Regions from separate parts of the Gossypium hirsutum genome. Here region 2 is linked to region 1. A link is a contact called in public Hi-C data. All regions are on one chromosome and are shown on one strand. The core of a region is the stretch at or near the end of the contact, and the rest is flanking DNA. Distances in the headings are between cores, read along the strand shown.

Region 1 (3,909 bases), core at 691-3,190:
ACGGAATTAAATTTCGAGTTCTGTAGCTCAAGTTATAATTAATTTAGTAACTGCTGCGCGATTGGACAGATTTGCTGCGAATAATGAAATAAATTTTCAAACCTAGTTTTTATGCTCCGAATTGGTAAGATAAGCTAAGTAATGCCTCGTGCTCGACTCCGGAAACAGTCTCGGGTAAGGGGTGTTACAACATTTATCCAATAAATCACTTTATTTTTACCTAAATAAATAATACATGTTGTTTAAATATCGTATTCGCTATTATTTCAAAAACAAAATTTCAAAACAAGGCAATGTTTCGCGTTTTGAAACATCGAAGAATTGTGCCCTAACTTACGGGGTTTCGACTCTCTCGTTGATTCTAAATAGCTAAGTATCCTTTTGGGTTTAAAATGCATGGAATCCCAATTTAAATGAAGATACACTTGCGCTCGGGAGTTCATGGTATTGCGTCCTAACTTACAGGATGTGATACTCCGATATCTTGAGACGAGGAAATCTTTAATAATCATTTTGAGCTAACTCAAGCATTTTTAAAATCGACGTCAATAAAAAAGGATCGTATTTAAAATCCATTCCCGATTTTCAACTTTCGACATTAAGACATTAACTAATTAATTCGGTACCAATTTTTGGGTGTGTCGAGGGTGCTAATCCTTCCTCGCACGTAACCGACTCCCGAACCTATTCTCTTGGATTTCGCAGACCAAAATGTCATTTTAGTAAACTAAAATTGTTTTATTAAAACAAATGTGATCCGATCATACCAAATCAAGATCGATGGTGACTCTCATTTTAAATTTCGTTTTCAAAATCAAGTCGATCCCTTTTTTTAAACAAATGGTTACGACATTTCTTACTTAATGTAATTCTGAGATAACATGAAGAAAGGATAGCTTGACATAGTAATTAAGGCAGTTCCGCTTCAGTGGAAGATTTTTTCGTTCCAAAGTGCACAAATAGACAACCTCCCGCTTTAGCGGTAAGTTTATTTCGCTTCGACAAGCGCATACAATCAACCTTCCGCTCCAGCCAAAGTTTGCTTGTTGGAGCAGCACGTGTAGGGTCTTTATGAATCGCCCAAAATCCAATTTTTTTTTAATAAAATCCAAGATTTTTTATAAACCTAACATATATAATTTTGAGGGTTCTTTTGTTTTTACATATAGCTTAGAAATATGTATAGACTTCAAAATTTTGACAAAAGTATCATGAAAGCCTTTATATTAAAAATTAGATTACATTTTGTTCTTTCTACTAGAAAAATAAGTAAATTAGTCTTTGTACATTAGGTAAAAAAGATAACTGGTCATTCTATTAAAAAAATCATCAATTCTACTGTTAAAAACTGGTTCATTTATGTTAGAATGAGGTACATGTGACATATCATATGTAACTGTTTGGTTATTCTATTAGCAACACTAGTTTTTAACAATAGAAATAGATGAAATTATTTATAGAAATCATTAGTTTGCTATTAATCTAATGTATATTGACTAATTTACACATTTTTTTGAGTAAAAAGAGTAAATACATATTGATTTTTAGTACAAGAGCCTTCATAATACTTTTAACCCTACATTTGTTTTTCATGTAATTATTTGATAAATTTATTACAAAGACTTTTTCACGAATGGGTTCAATATTATTTATTAATAAAATAATTTTAAATCTAAATTTAAATATAAATATTATTTATTAAGTCATTAACTGAGTTAATGTCACCTTAAATTGAGTTACCAAATCAATCAAAAAATTACAAAAATATCTTTTCGTAATTAAAATATTATTTAAGTGTATTTTAATATTTTTGTTTGAAAAAAATATATATAATAAAATTTAAATACACAAATTAAATTTACATTTTAATATATTTTATGCATATTTTTAATCTGCCAATAACATATATAATTAATCTCAAACTATATGTTTTTATTGTAGAATCATCTGTGTTTATTTTTTAATGTTTTAATATTGAATGCATCACATGGCCTCGGGTCTATTCTTGATATAGCCGTGGGTCATGGTTCGGTCGCCATAGGAAAAAGTTTGGTTAACTAAAGAGCTAAGCCTAAGCTCTCCTCTCTTCGACTTAGGGTTTATTGTTTATCCTCCTCCTGTCAATTGCTTTGATTCCTTCCCAAAATTTCATCACTCTCACGCTTTTTAGTGGTGCGTTTCTCAATTCCTCATCCTTTCCTTATGATTTCTCGGTTTTCCCCCTTATCTTATGTTGAATCTATCTACTTCTTCTCTTTATTCGTTTATTGCGATTCTGGCCGTGGATATTTTGTTAAATGAAAAATTTTCAAGGGATTCGCTTTGTCTTTTGTACTTATTAAGGTTTTGAGATTTGATTGACGATTAATATGCTTCTACGTACGATGTTTTAAAGAAAATACCTTATTTCCAATTAATTTGATTAGGGTTGGTTTTCGTATTTCGAATAATTTCAAGGTTTTTGTTTTTAGATATTAGAAATCAGGATGGGTTTTCTGGTTCTTCTGTGTCTGTTTCTTTTCTCTCGAAAATCAGATGATGTTACTTTGAGCGGAGTAAGGTTATGATTTATGACACTTTGTGTGGTGTATTCTTGTGTTGACAGTGCGGGGTATTGTCATGGAGATACAGACATGTGGTAAACCGATTGATTCGCTGTTAGAGAAGGTGCTTTGTATGAATATATTATCCTCTGATTATTTCAAAGAGCTTTACCGACTAAAGACTTACCATGAAGTCATTGATGAAATTTACAATCAAGTTGATCATGTCGAACCGTGGATGACTGGGAATTGTCGTGGTCCTTCTACTGCATTCTGCCTTCTTTACAAGTTTTTTACCATGAAACTTACTGTCAAGCAAATGCATGGGCTACTGAAGCACCCTGATTCTCCTTACATTAGAGCAGTAAGTGGAAATTTTCCTGTTTATCTTCTCTTTTTTTTTTTTCCCAACCATGTAGAAGTTGTTTGTTGGAAGAGAGGATGGATAGTCGTTTCACCATTGTTTTTGCATTTATTGATGTCTATTGATCTTTGATGTGTAATGCAGCTGAGCTTTCCCACTTTTGTACAGTTGTTATCAACTTATAGTTCATTAGTATTGTTGTGAACCTGAAGTTGTCATTACAACCTGATTATGGTTTAAACATGACTTAGTTACTCTATCATTGTTGTTTGTATTTTTGGACATTTTAAAAGTTATAAGTGCTTGCTTAGTCAAGTGGACTGCCTCACCAAGTTTGCCTTATTTTTCTTCTTTTTTTTGTAAAAACAAATATGTGAGCATTATAATATAATTGTTTTACATAGCAGATTGCTACAAACAAAGGTTGACATGTGATTTTTTCTTTGAGTTGCGAGGGTTTGCCAACCCCCATATAATAGTAACTTGCTATGCTTATGAGATGCCTGCAATATCCAAGGTTTGATGAGTCTCCTTTTTTTTTCTTGGGTTACTTAGATTTCTCGGTCCTGCATTTTCAGAATGATTGGTCAACATTGTTTGTTGAATCACTTATCGTTATTCATCTAGTTTAAGTATTTTTAATCTACCATATCTATGGACTTGTAGTTACATGAATAGGAATCAGATCCTATTTCCTTATCGCTACACTGAAGATTGGGCATTATGTAGGTTTGCAAATTCTCTCTTATGCTTTCTAACTAAGGCTGATTTTCATTTATTATTTGCCTTTGATTATGTACTTTTCACCTTTCACTCTATATTTTTGGTTTATCAGATTTTCCCAGTCAAGGCTCTCTGAAATAATGCACCAGTTGCTCATTGTTTTTGTTCATGCAGTGTCTCATATTCTAGTCGTACCAAAATAATTACTCATTTTGCACACAGACTACTCCCACAGTTTAAAAGTTGCCTAACTACACTAATTTAGATCATTGCTATCTG
Region 2 (3,913 bases), core at 586-3,085, 150 kb before region 1:
CTAAATTATTAAATTTAGGAAAAAATCAAAAAATAATTTCTCCATTTTAATTAAAAAGACCAAAGCCCTTACGGTACTAAAAAATCCCAATTCATTTTGGAATACTTTCTATTACCATTCATCCAAAAATGAAAGCCCTACAAAATAGACAGTATTGCCAAATGCCCAATATATTGTTGTAGGGTTCATATAGCTTAGTAGGCCTACATGCGGATGCAGGGCCATATGAGTGCGTATTATTCAGCCCCTAACTATTTACTCGCCTAATCATAGCCTGCTTTCCACTTTCACAACTTAAAGCCTATACATAGTACGGTTGGTCATAAGTCACGAGGCACAAGGTCATATATTCCAATCAATGTTCCTCTCATATTTTCTCCAAAACAAAAAACAAATAAAAGATTTACTATTTTTTTTTATTTTTATTTTTTTGTGTTAAGAAAAAAAAGAGAGTAAATTAACTAGTTAGTCATCTAACTTTTATAAGTTTTCATATTGAATCTTAAATAATAAAAAAATCATTTTAGACACTACCATTAAAAACTATTTTCATTTTGATCGTTTGTTATTTTTCTAAAAATAATGTTATTTTTTAAAAAAATTATATTTTTACAGAAAATTGAGTTATTTAACTATAAAGATGAAACTTAATTCTTTTTTTATAACTCAATCCCCTATAAAAACTAAAGTAATTAAATAGAAAAACCTAAATTTTTTCATTGTTACGAGAAAAGAAAACTAAAATTAATTTAAAAGAGAGAAAAAAAAGTTCATTAAAAACTAAAATAGTTTTTCCTTGTTAAAATCTAAAGTCTTTCCTATAAATACTCTTTATAAACCCTTAAGTTTTTTATTTTCGCTGGAATAAAAATTAAATGAAATTAAAAAGATAAAATGATTTTTTCTTATAAATAGTTAAATAATTCATTGAAAAATCTTAGGTTTTCTTTATACGAGAAAAAAAAGTTAAAATTAATTCTAAAAAGTAAAAAAGAAATTCACTTAAAAACATGAGTTTTTTCATATAAAAACTCTAAAATTTATATTAAAATTGAGTAATTAAAATAAATGTAGAATAAATGATAAAAATAAATAATAATACTGACTAAAACAACAATGATTTTTAACTCAACTGTTTTATTTTTCAATGCCTAAAATTAAAATCTATGAAAATTAAATCATCAACTATATAGAAATGAGAAACATATTAAAATTTAAAAGCCATTGGCTTCGCCTTGAAAAAAGGGAGCCTCAGCCAGCATAGCATATGTTGGGTTCAGGGCAAGGCATGTTACTTGGTTACATACATACACCCTACCCCTCCAATAACTAGCCGACAAACTACCTCAAATCTATATGTTCCAAGTCTGGTTCCGTATGTAACAAGTAACTTTTTGTAACAAAATTATTTGTATATAAATATATTAAATTATAGCACTGGAATTGTTTTTTTTATATTATAATTTAATAATTATTAAATAATAAAATTGCATATTTTTAGAAAGGATACATCTCATATCCATATAATGAATTTCCATTTATTATGTAAAATAAAATTTGATTTATTTCAATTGTAGATATTTAAGTACATGTGAATACATGAATATAAAATATAATATTGTATTAATGATTTGAAAAGGTTAATTTCTTGATTTATTTATTTAATTATTTTTGAAAATTTGGAAAATGATCCATTTTCAAATAAATGTGTGTAAAAATAAATAGGAGGATTATTCTTTTATTTTTTATTTTTTGGTTATGAAAATTATTAGGAGTTAGGAGTTAGGAGTAGTGTTTGATTGATGTATCTATTTATTAGGATAATTTTTAATATTGAGGAATAAGGCAACGCGCAAAGACAAAAAAGGTCTCAAAAATCAGATCTTTAAGCAAAAGCAAAAGCAAAAACCACATCTTCTCTTCTGGGTCATCTTTACTCAATTGTGGATCATCTGTTTCTATCAAGTCCTTCCTTCACTCTACTTGATCTAACCAGGTACATTCTCCATGATCTTCTTCTTCCTCTTTAGATTCATTTTTATTGATTTACCTACGTAGCTGCCCACCCACTCTTTTGCTACCCACCACTCGATCCACACACAAATTTGGAAGCAATAATAATAATAAAACCCATCAAGTAATGGAAGTGATTGAAGATATCTGGGTTTTGGGTCTGGATGAAAATTGAGATCTTGATTGCAATTTGCTTGTTTTGTGCTACCCCCAATATTGAAGTGTATTTAGATCTGCTGTTGTTATATGTGCATTCATTAATAATTGTTTTCTTAGGTTAGGCACTCTATTATAATTAATAACTATCATCATTTCGTCATCTTTGTATTTCATATTAGTAATTTCCCTTTTTTTTGTTTTTGGTATTGCTCTGTTTTAGATACCCTTAATTATAGTTGATCGGGGTTTCTCGCATTTCATCTTTTGTGGGTTCATTCTACCAACAATGTGGAGGTTCAAGCCATTTTTGCAAAAAGAGCCTGCAGGGCTCGAGGGCCGAACCCTTGACGTTGCCAATCTTAAACTTCATGTTCGGAATGTTATTGCCGAGGGTGGCTTCTCTTGTGTCTACTTAGCTAAGGATGCTCTACATGCTTCAAAGCAGTATGCTTTGAAGCACATCATATGCAATGATCAAGAGTCATTGGAGTTGGTTGTCAAGGAGATCAGTGTGTTGAAATCACTTAAAGGACACCCGAACGTCATCACACTTTATGCACATACGATCTTGGATATGGGAAGGACCAAGGAAGCCCTTCTTGTCATGGAATTTTGTGATAAATCTCTTGTTAATTTCTTAGAAACCAGAGGAACTGCCTATTTTGAGGAGAAACAGATTCTTACCATTTTCTTGCATATCTGCAATGCAGTCTTTGCAATGCATTGCCAGTCCCCGCCAATTGCTCACAGGTATTTGGTCCTAAAGCTCCTCAAGTTTTTAGGTTGAGCACATGAACTTCGAATTGAGCTTTTACCTTTCATTGAAGTTTAACTTAAAAAACTTTTTGTAGCTTTGGATTGCTTTGTACATCTTTTATGTGGTACTGCCACACGCCAGCCTTTTTTCCCCTTGACACGGGAATAAGAGAAATGAAAATATGATCAAATAAAAAAAGATGCCATGATCCCAATTTATAAGGCCTAAAGTCGAAATCTTTTCCACATTCGTTATAACTGCTCTCAGGTGCATGTTTCTTTACTTCTTGGCATTTTGATTTTTGCAGGGACTTGAAAGCTGAGAACATTCTGTTGGGTTCTGATGGATTATGGAAGTTGTGTGATTTTGGGAGCACGTCAACCAATCACAAGCGTTTTGAGAAGCCTGAAGAAATGGGTATAGAAGAAGACAATATCAGGAAGCACACCACACCTGCCTATAGAGCCCCTGAGGTTGAATGAACATCTATTATTTTTATTACATTTTAAAACTTGTGGTGGTTAAAATAGTTAATTTATATGTTCATTCTTTTGTTGGAATAGATGTGGGATCTGTTCCGGAGAGAACTTATAAATGAAAAGGTGGATATATGGGTAAGCATTTTCATGTGACATCTAGATGTATTAGATTAGATATGCCAAGTACAAACTGCAGCTGCTATGTCATGTTGCAGGCCCTTGGGTGTCTCCTCTTTCGAATTTGCTACTTCAAGAATGCATTCGACGGTGAATCAAAGTTACAAATCTTAAATGGGAACTACCGGATTCCAGATTTGCCAAAATATAGCTCTTCAATTACAAACCTAATTAAAGACATGCTTCAAGCATCACCTGTTGATAGACCTGACATCACACAGGCAAGCACTTTGCTTGATTGGTCATTCATCCTTGAATTTAGGTTAGTTTTAGATAGTCTATGCCCATGTTAATCTTTGGCAGAGATCTAACATCGTGTTAACTGATG

What was found. A called contact is a pair of places that touch in the nucleus more often than the background predicts.
Region 2: a contact with region 1 is called in a Hi-C map of hypocotyl, with 2.8 times the contacts expected there. The contact joins the promoter of LOC107950468 here to the promoter of LOC107950451 in region 1. A contact is called at or near these places in 3 of 34 Hi-C or Micro-C datasets (hypocotyl and leaf).

What each region holds. Positions count from the first base shown.
Region 1 is chrA08:7,595,543-7,599,451 of Gossypium_hirsutum_v2.1, reverse strand. It overlaps LOC107950451 (pre-mRNA splicing factor SR-like 1), which reads left to right and starts at 1,940. Exons shown (of 5, transcript XM_016885301.2): 1 at 1,940-2,172; 2 at 2,606-2,907. The coding sequence starts at 2,620.
Region 2 is chrA08:7,745,122-7,749,034 of Gossypium_hirsutum_v2.1, reverse strand. LOC107950468 (probable serine/threonine-protein kinase DDB_G0276461) reads left to right here and starts at 1,835. Exons shown (of 8, transcript XM_016885318.2): 1 at 1,835-1,996; 2 at 2,393-2,922; 3 at 3,237-3,402; 4 at 3,493-3,543; 5 at 3,624-3,806. The coding sequence starts at 2,459.